Regions from separate parts of the Nomascus leucogenys genome. Here region 2 is linked to region 1. Evidence: chromatin contacts called from public Hi-C data. All regions are on one chromosome and are shown on one strand. Each heading gives the region's core, a stretch centred on a gene start, on an enhancer-like site or on the middle of the called end of the contact. The rest is flanking DNA. Distances are from core to core; before and after follow the strand shown.

Region 1 (3,262 bases), core at 396-2,895:
GCCTGGCCTTGAACTGCATTTCTTAACTTTTTTTTTTTTTTTTTGAGACAGAGTCTCACTCTGTCTTGGCCTCCCAAAGTGCTAGGATTATAGGCATGAGCCACCGCGCCCAGCCTCTCAACTTTTAAAAAAGAATTCTTCTAAGGAGCCCTTTTAGACTTTTTCCCCTCCTAATTGTCCTTCTCCTCCCCACTGTGTATAAAACTTTAATACCACAAGTATACTGTCTATCTGTTTATGTTTATACATAAAGCTGTTTATAGATCCTCTTGGAGGATGACAAACCATTGTAATATCTAAGACTTCTTCACACCCTCCCAGGAGCCCATTCTCTCCTCCTTGGGGCCACATCGCTCCGATTGACCACTCATGGTTTAGGATGACTGCGCTAGTTTCCTAGGCTTATTGTAACAGATTACACCACAAACTTGGTGCCTTAAAACAGCAGAAACTTACTCTGTCATAGTTCTGGGGTCCAGAAGGTCAAAATCGAGGTGTCTGCAGGGCTGTGCTACCTCCAGAGGCCCTAAAAGGGAACTTGCCTGACCTCTTCTGGCTCCTAGTGGCTCCTGGCATGGCTTGTGGCAGCTGAACTCCGATCTCTGCCTCCATCTTCACAAAGCATTTTCCTCTGCTCTGTGTCTTCTCCTTTTCTGTGTGTCAAATCTCCCTCTGCCTTTCTCATATAAGGACAGCTGTTGGCCGGGCGTGGTGGCTCACGCCTGTAATCCCAGCATTTTGGGAGGCCGAGGCAGGTGGATCACGAGGTCAGGAGTTCAAGACCAGCCTGGCCAAGATGGTGAAACCCCGTCTCTACAGAAAATACAAAAGTTAGCCTGGCGTGGTGGCAGGTGCTTGTAATCCCAGCTACTCCAGAGGCTGAGGCAGAGAATTGCTTGAACCCAGGAGGTGGAGGTTGCAGTGAGCCAAGATAGCACCACTGCACTCCAGCCTGGGAGACAGAGTGAGACTCCCTCTCAAAAAAAAAATAAATAAATAAATAAAAAATAAAAATAAAAAAATAAGGACACCTGTCACTGGATTTTGGGCCCACACTGATAATCTAGAATATCTCAGCTGGCGATCTTTAACGTTTTCCAAGTAAGGCCACACACAGGTGCCAGTGGCTAAGACATCTCTTTATGGAAGCCATCATTTAGTCACGATGATGACGAAAATATTTCTAGAGGCAGGGGGTGCATCACTTGCTGACAGAGGAATGTCACATTCATTCTTCAGCGACATCAGCCAGAAAGCTCTGTGTACATGTCACAACTCACACTGCTGGCCTAGTGTACTTTTTAACATTTTGTGATGTTTCTAGTAGTTACAGTGATTTTCTTCCAGGAAATCTGGGGAGCACTTGTCCCTCAGATTTTGCCTACCCCAGAAAAGACGTCTGAAAAACTTCGAAAAACCCAGAAAGTTTTATCGCCTAAACTTTGCCTCAGATGTAGCCCTTTTGTGCCCTCTAGTAGAAATTATGGTAACTGCAGCCATACTTTTCCGAGGAACCGGTAGTCGCAGATTTAAAAAGATTAGTGAGACATAGGTTGCGTTTCAACCCAAAAAAGGAGCTCGGACCGTCTATACTATGATCCAATCCAATGTACTGTGCATCTTTGAGAGAAGCAATGCTAAACAGAGCAAAAGGAGACTGCCTGAGTTGTGGATTCGGTTCTTCTCTACCCCGCACTTCCTTTTTACAGAAACAAAAGAAGTGGAGGCTGCTTGGGGGAGGAAGACAGAATGACGACAGCTGTGTCTTCCAGCCATAAAATCCTAAGAAGGGGGTACAGCGCTTTCCTTAAAGAGATATTGAAACGTCTTGATTTTCACTTTTTAATTGTACTTTGGCCAGAGTATCACTACTTGGTAACACTTTCATTTATTTATTATTTATTTTTTTGAGACAGAGTCTCACTCTGTCGCCCAGGCTGGAGTGCAGTGGCACGATCTTGTTTCACCACAACCTCCGCCTCCTGGGTTCAAGCAGTTCTCTGCCTCAGCCTCCCAAGTAGCTGGGATTACAGGCGCACACCATTACGCCCTTCTATTTATTTTTATTTTTATTTTTAGTAGAGATGGGGTTTCACCATGTTGGCCAGGCTGGTCTTGAACTCCTGACCTCATGATTCACCCGCCTTGGCCTCCCAAAGTGTTGGGATTACAGGCGTGAGCCACCTCGCCCACCCGGTAACACTTTTAAGAAAATCTAAGCAAATCCTCCAACTATATTTCTTGCAATTTCTCATCATTGTGATCTCATGACAGCGTCAACCTACTGGAGGAAGAAAGACATGCGTGGAAAGGCCATGCCCCGTGTAAGAATATTCACGCCCAACGGCATCTCCAGGTAGCATTCGTGGAAGAGTTAGCCCCCAGCTCCATCACAGTGCCCTTCCTTCCTGGCACAAGGCCTTGGCCTTAATACGCATTCAGGCGGTGTTGAGTGGAATTGCCACACTGTAGGGAGGAGGGCGGGGACTGCCTTGGTTTCTTTTCAGCGGTGGCTTAAGTACTCAGTGTTTCCTGCTTTTGGGATTGCAAAGGGCTTTGTCACTTCAGTGGATTGCCTTCAATGTAGAGCCCTCCTGACCCAATTTCTGGAGCACAGCCACCCCACTGCGGGGTAGAAATTGTCATCCCTGGGCCCCCCATGGGCCATGAAAGCACCTGCCAGACATACTCACTTTCTTTTCCCTCCTTGAAGCTGTTTTTCTAGGAGAGATTTCTCCTGCTTTCTTGGGAATAGGGAGAAGTGATTGGGTAAAGAGTTCAGAGAAATCCTACATGAAGTAGCTAGTTAAGTACACAGTGCCACATAAGTCGTTCAAGTACATTTGTATTTAGGCAGGTTTTCACCAGCGATGACTCTGGATCTTCACCATCTTTCAGAATGTTATTTCTACTGGAAAGTCCATCTGCTCATTCAAATTCAAATATATGTACATATGTGCATTACAATATATATATGCATAAATATATGTATAACTATATATATGTATAAATACATGTATATGTATGTGTGTGTGTATATATATATATATATAGAGAGAGAGAGAGAGAGAGAGAGAGGAGGCCAGCCGTGGTGGCTCACGCCTGTAATTCCAGCACTTTGGGAGGCTGAGGTGGGCGGGTCACTTGAGGTCAGGAGTTTGAGACCAGCCTGGCCAACATGGAAAAACCCCGTCTCCACTAAAAATACAAAAATTAGCCAGGCATGGTGGTGGGTGCCTTTAATCCCAGTCACTCAAGAGGC
Region 2 (3,035 bases), core at 168-2,667, 190 kb before region 1:
TTAATTTTCTCATCTATAAATAACTTGACTAAGTTATCCAAGGTCCCTTCCAGCCTGAAAATCCCGTAATTCCATGGTTGTCTCTTTCCAAGGGCTTCCGTGTCAAAGGAGAGTTCAGGGTTTTCTCTCTTCCTCTGTCAAGTCAGAGGGGCCCCGTGGATAAGGTAGAAGTTACAGTGCTACCACCAGCAGAAGACAGTGCTGGTTTCAGGGGAAATGAATAAGCAGGCACAGAGAGGAACACTTGGTTTTAAAAATTCTGTCAGTTTAGAAGTAGGGAGTAGCAAAACCAGCCTCAAACACAGAGGTCCAATTGTCTCTTCAGTTTGCACAGCTATACCCAGTGTCTGATACAGAACGCCCTGGTGTGTGTCCACTCCCTGGATTGCCTGGGGAGCTGGCCCGATCATATTGCCATCTGCCATCACATTGCATTACACTTAGGATGTAATAATACAGCCACTCCACACTCAGAGCGGGAGAGGAAGACTGAACACACTGCTAGGATTTATAGTGAGAATGGAAGAAAGGATAGCCACATAAGAGAAAGCCATTACAATCAAGAGTTTTTCCAAACCTTATTCTTTTTGCTCAGCTAGCATATCCACTTTTCTTAACAGATGGGCAAAGTGTATTCTAAACAAGGAAAGAAGGGGTTTAAAGGCTTACAAGATCATGGGCTTGCTGCCTACCACTGGGGTCACCCAGACATACTCTAAGAAATATGTGTATTAGTGCTGGTTTGACTGCTCCCTCATTTTGTCATTTCACTAAATCTCACGGGACCCACGGGGGAAGTAATTGCCTTCTGGACTCACTCAAGCACAAAAGCATCCCTGATAGCTGTGAGCAGCCCAGCTAGGGCTGGTAAGCATTTTTTTGTTTGTCTAAATAAAACATTCTTTTCTTTATATTTTGTCTGCTAGAATTCTGGCCCTTTTAGAAATTCATGTCCTAGCTGGATCTTCAGTCTGATTGAAGGCCACTTTTCTTTCCCATCCCCCAGTCCCAGAGCCAAATTCTGAACATGAGATATTATGACTGACAGGCCTTGCACAGGGTAGCTGGAGTCATAAAATTAACCTCTCAGTGTATTGTCCATGATTGGCCATAAACTGGCCCTTTAACCTACATCGAGGGCAGTGTGAGAAAGATGTCTCTTCAGAAGCCATCTAGAAATGAATCACTTCCAGCACCACAGCTAATATGTTAATGAGTCCCCAAAGAATATAAATTCAGAAGCTGCCCTGAAAAGCTGCTTAGCAGCTCAGCTGAGAAGAATAATCCCTAGTTTTATGGAAGATGTGTGATAATGAGAGGATGAAAAAGACAGAGTGAACTGGGTCACTATAAGCATTACTTACCTTGCTCAATTATTTTTACTTTTCTGGTCCCACTCCCCCTCCATCACCACTCCCATCACACAACAAAAACAAGCACTTCATACAGGATGTGGAACTTTGATCTCAGCTTTTTCACAACTGTATGTTTGTTTTCACAGAAGAGGAACCACCACCCACCTGAGTTTTTGTCGGGCAGTCGGTTTATCCTCCACACAATGGAGTTGAAGGCATGCTCGTACTTGGCAGTTCCCAGAGTTACTCTCATGACAGGCTCAGAGCCAGAAACACTAGTGGAGCCAAAACTTGCCCCCCGGTTCACTTTGGCTTTCAAAGACTTTTCCCCCAGGACACTTTCCCTGCGGAAGTTTTTCACCCACTCAATGGGCACAGGGTAACGGATCATCACATTCTCACAGGGAACCTGAGTGAGGGGGTCACGATTGGCGGAGAAGCCAGTTGACATCCTCAGCCAGCTCTGCACCTCCACCTCTGCCCCATTGACACTTGCGGCCGTCCTGAGTGTGAAAGGCAAGGTCTTCTCAGCAAACACTGTCCTAAACCGCATTAGCTCAAACCGGCACGCATCCAAAGGGTTGAACAGAATGACCCGTGAGTTGTGGAAAACATCCTCATCCACACACCCGTGGAAACGGCACTCATGGAGCTTGATCCACTTTGTGGTGGTGGTGGGCATGATGTCTTGCCTCAAAACTATTTCATTCCCTTTGACGAGGATGTCATTGAGGCCCAGGCGGCACTCTGCAAGCCCAGACAGGAAACTCAGGATGTGGATCCGCGTCAAGACATGGTGCTGGAGAATCTGGTTGTCTCCTTTGCTCACAATGCCAGAGAATTCATCTCTGACATCCACTGTAATCTCCTCTTCAAGGTAGTTCAGGCCAACTGTGCTCAAGTCCATTGACAACACTGGCAGATCCATGAGACGGTCCTGAACTGCATGGATGAAACTCAGGAAGTCATCGTAATTGGTGGTGCCCAGCTTAATCACCTGTTCCCTCTCTGCTGTGTGGGCCACAGCAGGTTTGGGCTGGTATTTCTTCTTCTCCTTATAGGTGACACGGTCTATCCGCAAGCTGTGGATTCTGCCATTCTCATCATAGTTTTGAAGCCGGGGTTCTGAAATCTCATGACACATCTCCAGCTTGAACTCACGGAATGGTTTTTCTAGGCCCTGCTCATAATACAGCTGCAGGTAACCAGTGTCTGTCAGTTTGATGTAGATCGGTCCCCAGTGCCTGGACGACATGATGTTTTTCTTCTCAGGGATCCTCAACATCATTGGCCACCCATCACGAGGCTGGGACCGTGATGATCCAGGTGGGTGAGCATCTAGTTCAATCCAGGCTACTGGGTCATCATCAGGTAAAGTTGCACTGCCAAAGTGATCAGGGTCATCAATTTGGAGTTGTTTGAGTTTTTCAACAGCATCAGAGTGTGATTGGGTTTTGCTTGAATCATCAAAACTGATGGCATCCTGGTAGATGACAATGAGGGAATCTCTTTGGCTTTTGCCCGTGGTACTGGAAATGGAACTGTTTTGGGAGCGCCTCTCCTGCTCCTCAAAGAAAGCGCTGAAAGGGTTGATAGGGGAGGGCTGTACATCCTGCAGAGTCTCATTCAGGAAAGGGTTGGTTGCCCTCCAAGGTGGAGCCTCAGTTACAGAAGGCGTGC

What was found. A called contact is a pair of places that touch in the nucleus more often than the background predicts.
Region 2: a contact with region 1 is called in a Hi-C map of a lymphoblastoid cell line, with 3 times the contacts expected there. The contact joins two enhancer-like sites. A contact is called at or near these places in 2 of 4 Hi-C or Micro-C datasets (both in a lymphoblastoid cell line).

What each region holds. Positions count from the first base shown.
Region 1 is chr22a:24,154,279-24,157,540 of Asia_NLE_v1, reverse strand. No RefSeq gene overlaps it. Among named protein-coding and RNA genes, the nearest start is that of STON2, 26 kb to the left of the region's middle. Within about 2 kb of position 1,645, the one cell type or tissue checked has an H3K27ac peak away from gene starts, as active enhancers do. A contact at or near this core is called in a lymphoblastoid cell line, where this site is marked.
Region 2 is chr22a:24,343,178-24,346,212 of Asia_NLE_v1, reverse strand. STON2 (stonin-2) reads right to left here. Exons shown (of 8, transcript XM_030804175.1): 6 at 1,521-3,035. Among named protein-coding and RNA genes, the nearest start is that of GTF2A1, 48 kb to the left of the region's middle. Within about 2 kb of position 1,417, the one cell type or tissue checked has an H3K27ac peak away from gene starts, as active enhancers do. A contact at or near this core is called in a lymphoblastoid cell line, where this site is marked.